3 separate regions of the Muntiacus reevesi genome follow, and regions 1 and 2 are each linked to region 3. A link is a contact called in public Hi-C data. All regions are on one chromosome and are shown on one strand. The core of a region is the stretch at or near the end of the contact, and the rest is flanking DNA. Distances in the headings are between cores, read along the strand shown. Region 1 holds the start of SPATA20 (spermatogenesis associated 20). Region 2 holds the start of RSAD1 (radical S-adenosyl methionine domain containing 1). Region 3 holds the start of ANKRD40 (ankyrin repeat domain 40).

Evidence for each region. A called contact is a pair of places that touch in the nucleus more often than the background predicts.
Region 1: a contact with region 3 is called in a Hi-C map of muscle, with 6 times the contacts expected there. The contact joins the promoter of SPATA20 here to the promoter of ANKRD40 in region 3. A contact is called at or near these places in 2 of 3 Hi-C or Micro-C datasets (blood and muscle).
Region 2: a Hi-C map of blood shows a contact between it and region 3, with 4 times the contacts expected there. The contact joins the promoter of RSAD1 here to the promoter of ANKRD40 in region 3. A contact is called at or near these places in 2 of 3 Hi-C or Micro-C datasets (blood and muscle).

What each region holds. Positions count from the first base shown.
Region 1 is chr18:26,167,038-26,170,708 of mMunRee1.1, forward strand. It overlaps SPATA20 (spermatogenesis associated 20), which reads left to right and starts at 1,773. Exons shown (of 18, transcript XM_065910449.1): 1 at 1,773-1,887; 2 at 2,077-2,272; 3 at 2,566-2,683; 4 at 2,832-3,011; 5 at 3,113-3,177; 6 at 3,348-3,502; 7 at 3,581-3,671. The coding sequence starts at 2,607.
Region 2 is chr18:26,105,437-26,108,921 of mMunRee1.1, forward strand. RSAD1 (radical S-adenosyl methionine domain containing 1) reads left to right here and starts at 1,928. Exons shown (of 9, transcript XR_010659634.1): 1 at 1,928-3,485. ACSF2 (acyl-CoA synthetase family member 2) reads left to right here. Exons shown (of 15, transcript XM_065909144.1): 12 at 1-20; 13 at 836-977; 14 at 1,058-1,168; 15 at 1,633-1,776. The coding sequence ends at 1,683.
Region 3 is chr18:26,316,028-26,319,423 of mMunRee1.1, forward strand. It overlaps ANKRD40 (ankyrin repeat domain 40), which reads right to left and starts at 1,644. Exons shown (of 5, transcript XM_065909046.1): 1 at 1,255-1,644. The coding sequence starts at 1,388. It also overlaps the pseudogene LOC136150143.

The DNA of each region.
Region 1 (3,671 bases), core at 523-3,022, 150 kb before region 3:
TGCTTCCCCAGCACTTCCCCCAGGTCCTTTCCAGATTGCATCCTCTTGTTCTTCGAAAGCTGCTACACAAATGTGATTTCCTTAGGAAGACCTTCCCCCTCCTCTCTCCCACCAGACAAGTTTCCTTGTGGTACCTAGTCATGGCACGTCTCACAGTGGGTGGTTGTACATTAATTTGTATGGCTGTTGGATTAGTTTTTGCCTCCCTTATCAGACTATGAGTAACACAAGGATGGGATGACCTGGGCTCTCTCTGCCCACTGTTGTACCTAGCATAGTGTCTCATGGGCACTCAATAAATGTTGACTAAGGTAACCTATATGCAGGTCAGGAAGCAAGTTAGAACTGGACGTGGAACAACAGACTGGTTCCAAATAGGAAAAGGAGTGCATCAAGGCTGTATATTGTCACCCTGCTTGTTTAACTTATATGCAGAGTACATCATGAGAAACACTGGGCTGGAAGAAGTACAAGCTGGAATCAAGATTGCGGGGAGAAATATCAAGAACCTCAGATATGCAGATGACACCACCCTTATGGCAGAAAGTGAAGAAGGGCTAAAAAGCCTCTTGATGAAAGTGAAAGAGGAGAGTGAAAAAGTTGGCTTAAAGCTCAACATTCAGAAAACTAAGATCATGGCATCTGGTCCCATCACTTCATGGCAAATAGATGGGGAAACAGTGTCAGACTTTATTTTTTTGGCCCCAAAATCACTGCAGATGGTGATTGCAGCCATGAAATTAAAAGACACTTACTCCTTGGAAGGAAAGTTATGACCAACCTAGATATTAAAAAGCAGAGACATTTCTTTGCTAACAAAGGTCCGTCTGGTCAAGGCTATGGTTTTTCCAGTGGTCATGTATGGATGTGAGAGTTGGACTGTTCAGAAAGCTGAGCACCGAAGAATTGATGCTTTTGAACTGTGGTGTTGGAGAAGACTCTTGAGAGTCCCTTGGACTGCAAGGAGATCCAACCAGTCCATCCTAAAGGAGATCAGTCCTGGGTGTTCATTGGAAGGACTGATGCTGAAGCGGAAACTCCAATACTTTGGCCACCTCACGCGAAGAGCTGACTCATTGGAAAAGACCCTGATGCTGGGAGGGATTGGGGGCAGGAGGAAAAGGGGATGACAGAGGATGAGATGGCTGGATGGCATCACCAACTAGATGGACATGAGTTTGGGTAAACTCTGGGAGTTGGTGATGGACAGGGAGGCCTGGTGTGCTGCGATTCATGGGGTTGCAAAGAGTCGGACACGACTGAGCGACTGAACTGAACTGAAGGGTAGCAAATGAGACTCGTAAAATACCTGATAGCACCTGAAAGTTGGTTCATTATTATTATTCAGAGGCTTCCTGAGGGGGTGGGGTTTGAGCAGGACCTTCAGGTGAGGGGGCAGAGCAAAGGCGAAGCTCCGAGTTCGGATGGCCTGGAAAAGCCACGCCTTTGCCTCTCACCTCATTTCTCATTTGTAAAACGGGCAAGGGTTGGAAAAAATGAACGGAGGCTCTGGCTTTCCACGGCCCTGGCATCCTCACAGCCTCCATATTCTCCGTAAGAGGGTTACCGCCCCACAGGCCCTGAATTAGGTCCACCCAGTTTTTTGCACAGACCTGTGTCCTCCCAAGCCCCCAGTATACGGTCTGCAGTCCCGTGATCGGCCACCGAGCGGCGCTCAGAGACCAGCCTGCTGCCCGCCGTATCGGTGAAGACACTCCCCCGGCCGGTTCGGTGCATGGGCCTGCCCGTCGCCGCTTCCCTCCCGCCCTCCTCCTGTCCGCAGCGTCGGGGCCGACCGCCACCAGCAGCCATGCTGGGCGCGCGGACCTTACGGTGCCGCGGCTTCCTGCTGCTCGGGACCGGGCCAGTCCTCGCCTTGAGCTACAGGTACGGGCGGGCGAGGGGCACGCTTCAGCACCCGGCGCCTGCGGAGCCCCGGGGTCAGTTGTCCTGGCGCTGGTCCCCTGTGCCTGCCCGGTCACCTCCCCACCCCATGCCTGCCTTCCCCCCCAGACTAGGACCAGCTCCTGCGACCGGGCTCAGACAGTAATCCTCTCCTCTCTCCCTCCCCTCCAGCTGCAGGGCTCGCTTGCCGCAGGAACTCTCCAGGAAGCCTTCCTTGAACCCCAATGCTGGGCCAAGGGTTCTTGTCCGACAGCACTCTGGGCTGGCCTGTCACAGCGCTTGATGCTGCAAAGGCTTGTCATTACTTAGGCCTGCCCTTCCCAGGCCGAGCTCCCTGAGATCAGACCCAGTTACTGATTCTCTGAGGGTAATGGGGATCTGGCACAGGACCTGGCCCCCCAGAAGTGCCCACTGGATGAATATTGAGTGAGGGAGTCCCTGATGCCATTTGAATTTCTTCTCCTTGCCCCTCACCTGGCCCAGTCCTACACACAGCAGCCTTCCTGCCCAGATCATATACCCAGGCAGGCATGCCAGAGATACCTCCAGCCCAGTCACCCTGGGTGGGGCCCGGTGAGGGGGAGAGAATGGAGCCTGAAAGACCATTCCACCCATTGTGACTCGCCCTGACCTCACAGTCATCATCGTTCCCACCACCAGGTCGAGAGGTTGGGGGAGACTAACCTGGCAGGGAGCCCCCAATGAGCCACCTTTCTTCACCCCCCCATAAACACAAGGGGGAACACAAAGGCCACGGTCTCCCCCGTGGTTCAGAAAGGTGGGTTGGGCTGGGAGCAGGGGGTTCCGGGAGAGGTACCACGGGGCATGGGGGGTGGGGGGATGGTCAGGTGGGCCTCTGGGCTGGGTGTAGGTGGAAGCAGTGGAAACTCCTGGTCTGATCTGCCTGACCCACCTGCCCACACCAGGGGTAGCTCCTCCCGGGACAAGGACCGAAGTGTAACGGTCAGTAGTTCGGTGCCTATGCCTGCTGGAGGGAAGGGGAGCCGGACTAACTGCCCTCAGTCCACGCCCCAGAAGGTCCCCAACCGCCTGATCAATGAGAAGTCACCGTACCTCCTGCAACATGCCTACAACCCTGTGGACTGGTGAGTCCTCTCCTGATGCCCTCCTGGGGCAGCTAGACCCTCAATCTTCCTACTGCCCCCCTCCCAAGCTAGTGAGTGATGCCCCACTCTACTGGCCTTAGGTACCCCTGGGGACAGGAAGCCTTCGACAAGGCCAAGAAAGAAAACAAGCCAATTTTTCTTTCAGGTACTGCATCCACCATTCCTGGGATGGGCGCAGGGGAGTGGTGGTAGATAGGGGATGGGTCCTTTGGGCCTGGGGCCTTCCAGGAAACTAGATGCTAGGGCATTGTAGGCCCAGTTGGAGCCCTTTGGCTGCCCCTCTCTGACCAGTCACTGGTCGTGGCCCCATACCAGTGGGGTACTCCACCTGCCACTGGTGCCACATGATGGAAGAGGAGTCCTTCCAGAACGAGGAGATTGGACGCCTGCTCAGTGAGGACTTTGTCAGTGTGAAGGTGGACCGGGAGGAGCGGCCTGATGTGGACAAGGTGTATATGACCTTTGTGCAGGTGAGTGGTCTTCCCTTGGATGGGTGGCTGCCCGTGTACGTGGGGCTGCTCCCCTCACCCTTGCCCTCTCTCTGCCAGGCCACCAGCAGTGGCGGGGGCTGGCCCATGAGTGTGTGGTTGACTCCCAACCTACAGCCCTTTGTGGGGGGCACCTATTTTCCCCCTGAGG
Region 2 (3,485 bases), core at 678-3,177, 210 kb before region 3:
GACAAGTGGTACCGGACGGGGTGAGAAGGCAGGGCAGGGTGGAGCGCTTGGCCGCCAAGGGGACGCTGGGGGTCCTGAGGCTGAGTTGGGAACACTGAACTAGAACTGGGAGAACCAGTTGTCAAGATGGCCCCTTCACATCTCAGAGACTTAGTTTCCAAAATGTATAAAATGAGGATGATCATATTCTCCAAATAGGGCTCCTGGAAGGACCAAATGCAGTACAGATGAGAACTCCTGGGGTAGTGCCTGCAAAATCTGAGCCTAGATTCAGTCTCATTTAATTCAACAAACTCTAATTATGCACCTGCCATGTGCTAGCACTGTTGTAAACACTGGTGGTCCAGGGGAAAGCACAATGGGCAGGATCCTGCCGTCACTTCCCACATGTCTGGTGGAGGAAGACAGATACAGTCAAGATCGTTTCTGACATTCATAAACACAGCTAATAAGATAGAGTCACAGGAGAGAGAGTGGCTGTGGTGGAGAAGGGAGATTCTTTTCTCTTTGGTGATCAGAGGAGGCGTCTCTCAGGTGGAAATGTTTGAGCTGAAACCTGAATGGTAAGAAGCCAGCCCCAAAAGGTGTATGTATAGATATGTTTAGAGAGAGAGAGAGAGAAAATAGGCTATAGGTATGGGTTTACTTGGTTTGGTCTGCCTCCTACATGAGATAGTTCCTCCTGTATGATCCAGGTAATGTCTTGTGCCATATGCCCCAGAATCTAGAGTAGTGTAAGACATACAGTAGGTGTTTCCTAAGTGTTTGGGAGTGAGTGAGGGAAGCCAGCCAGATGAGGCAGAGGTCAGGGGTAGCTCCTGGGCTTTCCTTACAGAGACATTGCTACAATGGATGAGCAGGGCTTCTGCAAGATTGTGGGCCGCTCTAAGGATATGATCATCCGTGGCGGCGAGAATATCTACCCCGCCGAGCTCGAGGACTTCTTTCACACACACCCACAGGTTCAGGAAGTGCAGGTGAGGCACCCAGCCCAGGTAGAACCCAAGAGCAGGGGACACAGATGGGGATGTCTGATATCTGTCTCTGACTCTGGAAGGTGGTGGGAGTGAAGGATGACCGAATGGGGGAGGAAATCTGTGCCTGCATTCGGCTCAAGGAAGGGGAGAAGACCACGGCAGAGGAGATCAAGGCTTTCTGCAAGGGGAAGGTGGGAGCCTCAATTCACCCCCAAGCATCGCCACATTGCTCAGTTCTCTAATACCCTCTACCTGCCAACCCGTCAGCCCACTGCCCACTGTGACCCTGCTCGGCCTCATGCTTTAAATCCCCCTCTGGCCTGCAGATCTCCCACTTTAAGATTCCGCGGTACATCGTTTTTGTCACCAACTACCCCCTCACCGTCTCAGGAAAGGTATGTAAAGAGACCAGGGAGGGGCAGGGAAGTTGGAGCCCAGGTGCAGAAGGTCGGGTGGCCCCGCCTGAGCCTCCCTGAGTGATGAGCCAGAGTCTGCTGAGAGGCCGGCAGTTGGGTCACACGTTTGTCAGCTCATGCTGGTTTGCCCTGAACTTTCCTGGCTTTAGCCTGAGAAACTCCTCAGTCCCAGGCAAACCAGCAGGGCTTGGACACCCTAGCTAGCCTGCCTAATTCTCACTTCTTTCACTTTCCTCTAGATCCAGAAATTCAAACTTCGGGAGCAGATGGAGCAACATCTAAACCTGTGAATAGAGGAAGGTAGATCCTTCCTCCCTGCCCTTCTCCCCCATGCCCCATGTCTGCTTTGTGATCTGGCATAAAGAGCTTCTCTGTTTACTCTGGCTGGTCTCTTGCTGCTGTGCTGTCTTTGCAGCTGCTACAGGATGGAGAAGGGAAGAGACCGAAGCACTTTAAACTTCCTATTCCTTATCAACGATGGTGCTAAGCACTTTAGCATGCATTATCTACTTCATTTAATCCTCGCTCGATCCCTTTGAGATATCAACACAATTAGGGCGTTATCTAACACAATTAGATATCAACACACATTTCTTTTTCACATTGTTGCCAGATTAGTGCAGCAAGAAGTAGTTTTTTAAAACAGCTTTATTGAGTTATAATTCACATACTACCCAATTCACCCATTTAAAGTGTTACTTTCAATGGTTTTTAGTATATTCACAGATGTGTGCACTGATCAACAAAGTCAACATAAAAAATGTTCATCACCTCTTAAAAATAAACTCTATACCCTTTAACTATCATACTACATCCCTCTACTCCCCCATCCCTCCCAACCAAACCAATTTTGATCTTTTTTCTTAATCAGTGAAACCAGGGCTTCCTTGATGGGCAGTTAAAGCAGGATAAAGCAAGCTGTAGCTTGATCCAAGAAATAAAAAACAGCTAAGTATATCGATTTCTAGTTCAGAGACAGAAGGAAAAGTTCCTTCTGCTTGCAAGCCTTATCTCCCAGTGTTTGCCCCCAGCAGCAGCAAGTTCGTTTTACTTTTTAGAAAATGAACATAAATTTAGGGTGTTCTGAGTGCCAGTCACTATATACATACAGACACATCCATATCCTGTTGTATCCATATCCAGATACATCCAACATTTCCTGTTGGAATCTTCCCAAGAACACAGTCAAGCAGGCATTAGCCCCATTTCACAAAGGATGAAACTGAAAACTCAGGAAGTTCAGTGTCTTGCCCAAATTTACACGGCTGGAATTAGAACCCAGCTGCCTGATTCCAAAGCCCATGATCTTTCCACTTCCTGGCCTTCTGAACCCTATCTGTCCCACATGCACCACCTGACTCTCCTCACAGCAGATGCCTGGGGGGTTGGCCCGACCCAGGTGACAGCCTGCGCTCCTGACCAAGCAGGGATTTTCTGCTCCTGCAGCATTCAGTCCAAGTGCCCTCTCCTCCCCCACTGAGTCCACAGCCCTTGTAACAGACCAACGTCACAGCACGGAGCACACTGGCCTGGTATCCAGGAGGTGCTGAATTAAATCGGTTGCCTGTTGTCGCTTGTTGGTTTACCTCTCCCGTGTCTCCTGTACCTGTACTTCGCCCTAATCTTATGCATCTGGATGTCCTCAGCGCCCAAACTCTGAGCCAGGAACATAAAACGTGAAGAAACCTACTGAACGAACTGACAGGTCCTGGATCGATCCAGGAACTCGCTCGCGATGGGGTGCCAAAAAGTGGGGCGCTCCCCCACTACACCTCCAGCCGCCAGAGAAAGGACGGCCGGGCGGCTGCAGTGAGGGCATCGGTGCCCAGCAGGTGGCGCTACGCCCCCGAGCCCTTAGCGCGGTGCTCCGTCAAAGGGCGCGGCCACGCAGCCCCGGTCCTTCCGCCCGGGCGGCCGCTCTCCCCGCCTGCCACCCCACCCCGCCCGCCTCTGCGCGCGCCGTAAAACCTACCCTGGGCTTGTCTCGGGCTTGCGTCCTGCCCCGCACTACGGGCCGCTCAGCCATAGCGGGCGCCATGGCCTTCCCGCGGGCCCAGGCCCGCGGCTGGGTGAAGGCCGCCAAGCTGGCCCA
Region 3 (3,396 bases), core at 394-2,893:
TCATATTGCTAAGCAGGAATGGAGAAGGACCAGCACTAAAGTCCAGGCTTGTTCTTCTACACAACACTGCCTCCCAGTGCCAAAACAATGATTCACAGCTTGTGAACCACACAGCAACGCTAGAAATCGCATACACAGAAAAGCACACACAGAAACCACACACGGAAAAGCCAGCTAGTTTGTAAACACTTTAACAAAATAAAACAAAAAAAAGCAATTTCTACTGTTTCCTGGTTTTCTGAATAGTCACCCAGGCTGTTTTCTTTGGGATAAGTTGGTTGATGGATTTGTGAGGAAGTAAGGAAACGGTGATTCTGGTCCTGGCTATTGACAGTTGTGTGACCTAGGGCAGGTTATTCTCTGGGATTGAACCTATCTCCAATGAATCTTTTAGTTTTAAACTGCATGATTCCACTTTAGAAAATAAAACATTTGCAAACTCACTTTAATTCTCAGCTAGCAAACAGCCTGGTTAAGCATTACTTGGATCAAATAAAAAAATTTAAATGAGAAGAGAGCAGAATAACACCATATTCAGTAACTTAATACAAAAAAATTGACCACCAGCACTTCTTAAAATGTGGCTCCTTATTTAGTTGGGAAGGACTCAATCACTGGCATGCATCTGAAGCCTTGGGTAAAGTTCCATATTTGAAACTGTTTTAAGAAAACAAAACAAAACATTATCTAGGATTAATGAATGAGTCTTCCAGCCACAGGCAGCTGTGGGTAGCAGCAAATCACTGCTGCAGTAGGACAATAGAGAAGCAGAACAGGAATGCAAGTGATTTATTTTCCCTAGTCTTGGGAAAAGAAATCGTGCTAAAAAAAAAAAAAAGAAAGAAAGAAATCGTGCTAGTTTATAAGATCCACGTTTGCTCAACTGTTTATGCTTTTTGCTCTGCACAGATGTGTTCTTCAGAGTAATTCCAAACTCGAACTGGTGTGAGCTCCAAATGAGGGTGAGAGTAATCAGCACCTTTCGGGACACGTTATGGGGGTGGGGTCGGCGGGGCACGGGGCGCCAGGGTTCGGGTGGGCGCTGCCGGCGCAGGACCACGTGGGCCGAGATTTGGGCACGACACGCCGCAGACTCTCCGAGGCAGGGGGGCCAGTGCTAGCCTCCAGAGCGCACAACCTCGTTGGCTCTGGGGTGCCGGGCCACGCCTTAGCAGGCTTCCGGGGCTGCGCTAGGCCGAGGTCGCGTCCCGGGCCGGATGCCCTGACCCTAGGCCTCCCCCGCTCCCCACTTACCAGCCGTTGACCTCATTTTGGGAGTTCACATCCACCCCGCTCTCCACCAGTTTCTGCACCTCCCGAATGTCCCCCAAGGCCGCGGCCTCCCGCAGCCTCTCCTGCTGCTCCTTCTGCTCGAGGAGAGCGCTCATTTTTCCTTGGCCCCAGGTCCCCGCCAGGGCACGCCCGCCCAGCCCTGGCCGGTCAGCGCCGCCGCCGCCGCGGACCACTCCCCGCCATGGAGAGACCGCGCGGGGCACACCTGCCCCGCTCGCGCTGCAGCCCGTGCCGAGCCAGGGGCCTCCGCTCCCCCTTCGTGGCACGCCCGCCGCTCCCCTGCTGCTCCCGGCCCACGGGCCTAAGCCTCCTCCCGGCCGCGCCTCCCACAGGCCGGCTCCGGGGGAACCTATTCAGAGTGACAACCCTGACCCAGATATTTTCCGTTCCTACCTTCCGCGCGCGCGAGGGCTGGCTGTTTATGTAACTGCTGCACAATATTATCTGCCGTGATTCACCAACTATTTTTAGACCTCCCCACCCCGCAGCTTCCAGAGAGGAGGACAGACACGAGGAAAGGGAAGAATGCGTATTTGAGAGCCAGGAAAGCCTAATCCTCTGGAGCAGGGTGTTTACCAGGCATCAAAAATAATTGGTTTAAGAAAACAGACAAAAATAATAGTAATAATTGGTTTTGTTTTTCCCCCAGTTTGCTTGGCTCTTTTTCCTTATCTGAATCAACTCTTGCCTAGCAGGATGGGGAAATGGGCTGAAAACGATCCCACTATTATATGCCCATTATTGCAGAAATAGAATACACGGTTCTTTCTTTTGACACTGCTTGGGACCATTCAGTTCGATCATTTCAACTGCTGTTGTCTTACTCACATTTTAGAGATTTCTTCTAATTTGGCTTTCAGGAAAAATATTTATATTGTGCTCAGAGTCTATAAACTGATTCATTACTGCTTTTAAATCATAATTAATTACTCTTCGTGAAGGCCATGTAAGGAAAAAAAGAAAAGAACACCAAAGAGGCTTTCAAGTTATTCCAGTCTTTAATATCAGGAGCTAGGGAGAGAAGTGGTCCAAGTATAAACAGCATTCTTCCTGACTGTCTGCCTAATCAATCTAAGGAGGCTCAGAGCCTGGGCTGGCACTGCTGTACTACACAGCAGGAGAAAAAGAAGAGTATTGTTGTGCTGAGCCCAGGTTCCTAGGCGAGATCTTCCAATGTGGCACAGGATGGAAGCTTACAGATGGGGTTGGAAGGATTAAGGAGTAACCCTGGGGTGGGGAGGAGGAAGGCCTGAACACAAGAGATAAAATAGGAAATGACAAATTTAGGCATGGAGTTTTCATTTCCCTCTCTTGGGGCAGCCCAGGATTTGCACAGCAAGCACTTTTCTTGCTGTGCCTGCGTGCTCAATCGATTACTTAGCAACCCCATGGACTGTAGCCGGCCAGACTCCCTGTCCATGGAATTTTCCAGGCAAGAATACTGGAGTGGGTTGCCATTCCTACTCCAGGGGGTGCATCTCTTGCATTGGCAGTCAGGATTCTTTACCACTGAGCCACCTGGGATGCCCTTTCTTCTTGCTACTGTTTTATGAAAAACTCATCTGTTTATTATGTTACAGTCATTCACACAGTGCACATCAGGTGGTGCTGAATACAAACTGACTGCATACTTACATTGACCTTATAGTGAACTGGAACTCTGCTTGAGGTTACATTTTCATTTGTCCCCCAACACCAACTTTAATTCTCAGCATGGTACTCCATCTGAAACTGATGTGCATAATAGTACTGGATTTGGGCCCTTCAGCACAATTCAAGGGACAGGGGAGTAGATAGTGGCCTCTTTAAAAAAAAGAAAAAAGTAGCAGTTCAAAAAGCTTGGTAGAGAGCATACATCAAAATCTGTGAGTTCTCTTTGTAAGGATTTATTTGTTAAATTACCCATGTGCCCTACAATAACTATTGAATCAACGAACATAAATATTTTCTTAAACAACCTCTGATGCCTGCATGCTAAGTCACTTCAGTTGTGTCCGACTCTTTGCGACCTTACCCACTGTAGCCCACCAGGGTCCGTCTTCTGTCCATGGCATTCTCCAGGCAAGAATACTGGGGTGGGTTGCCATGCGGATCTTCCTGACC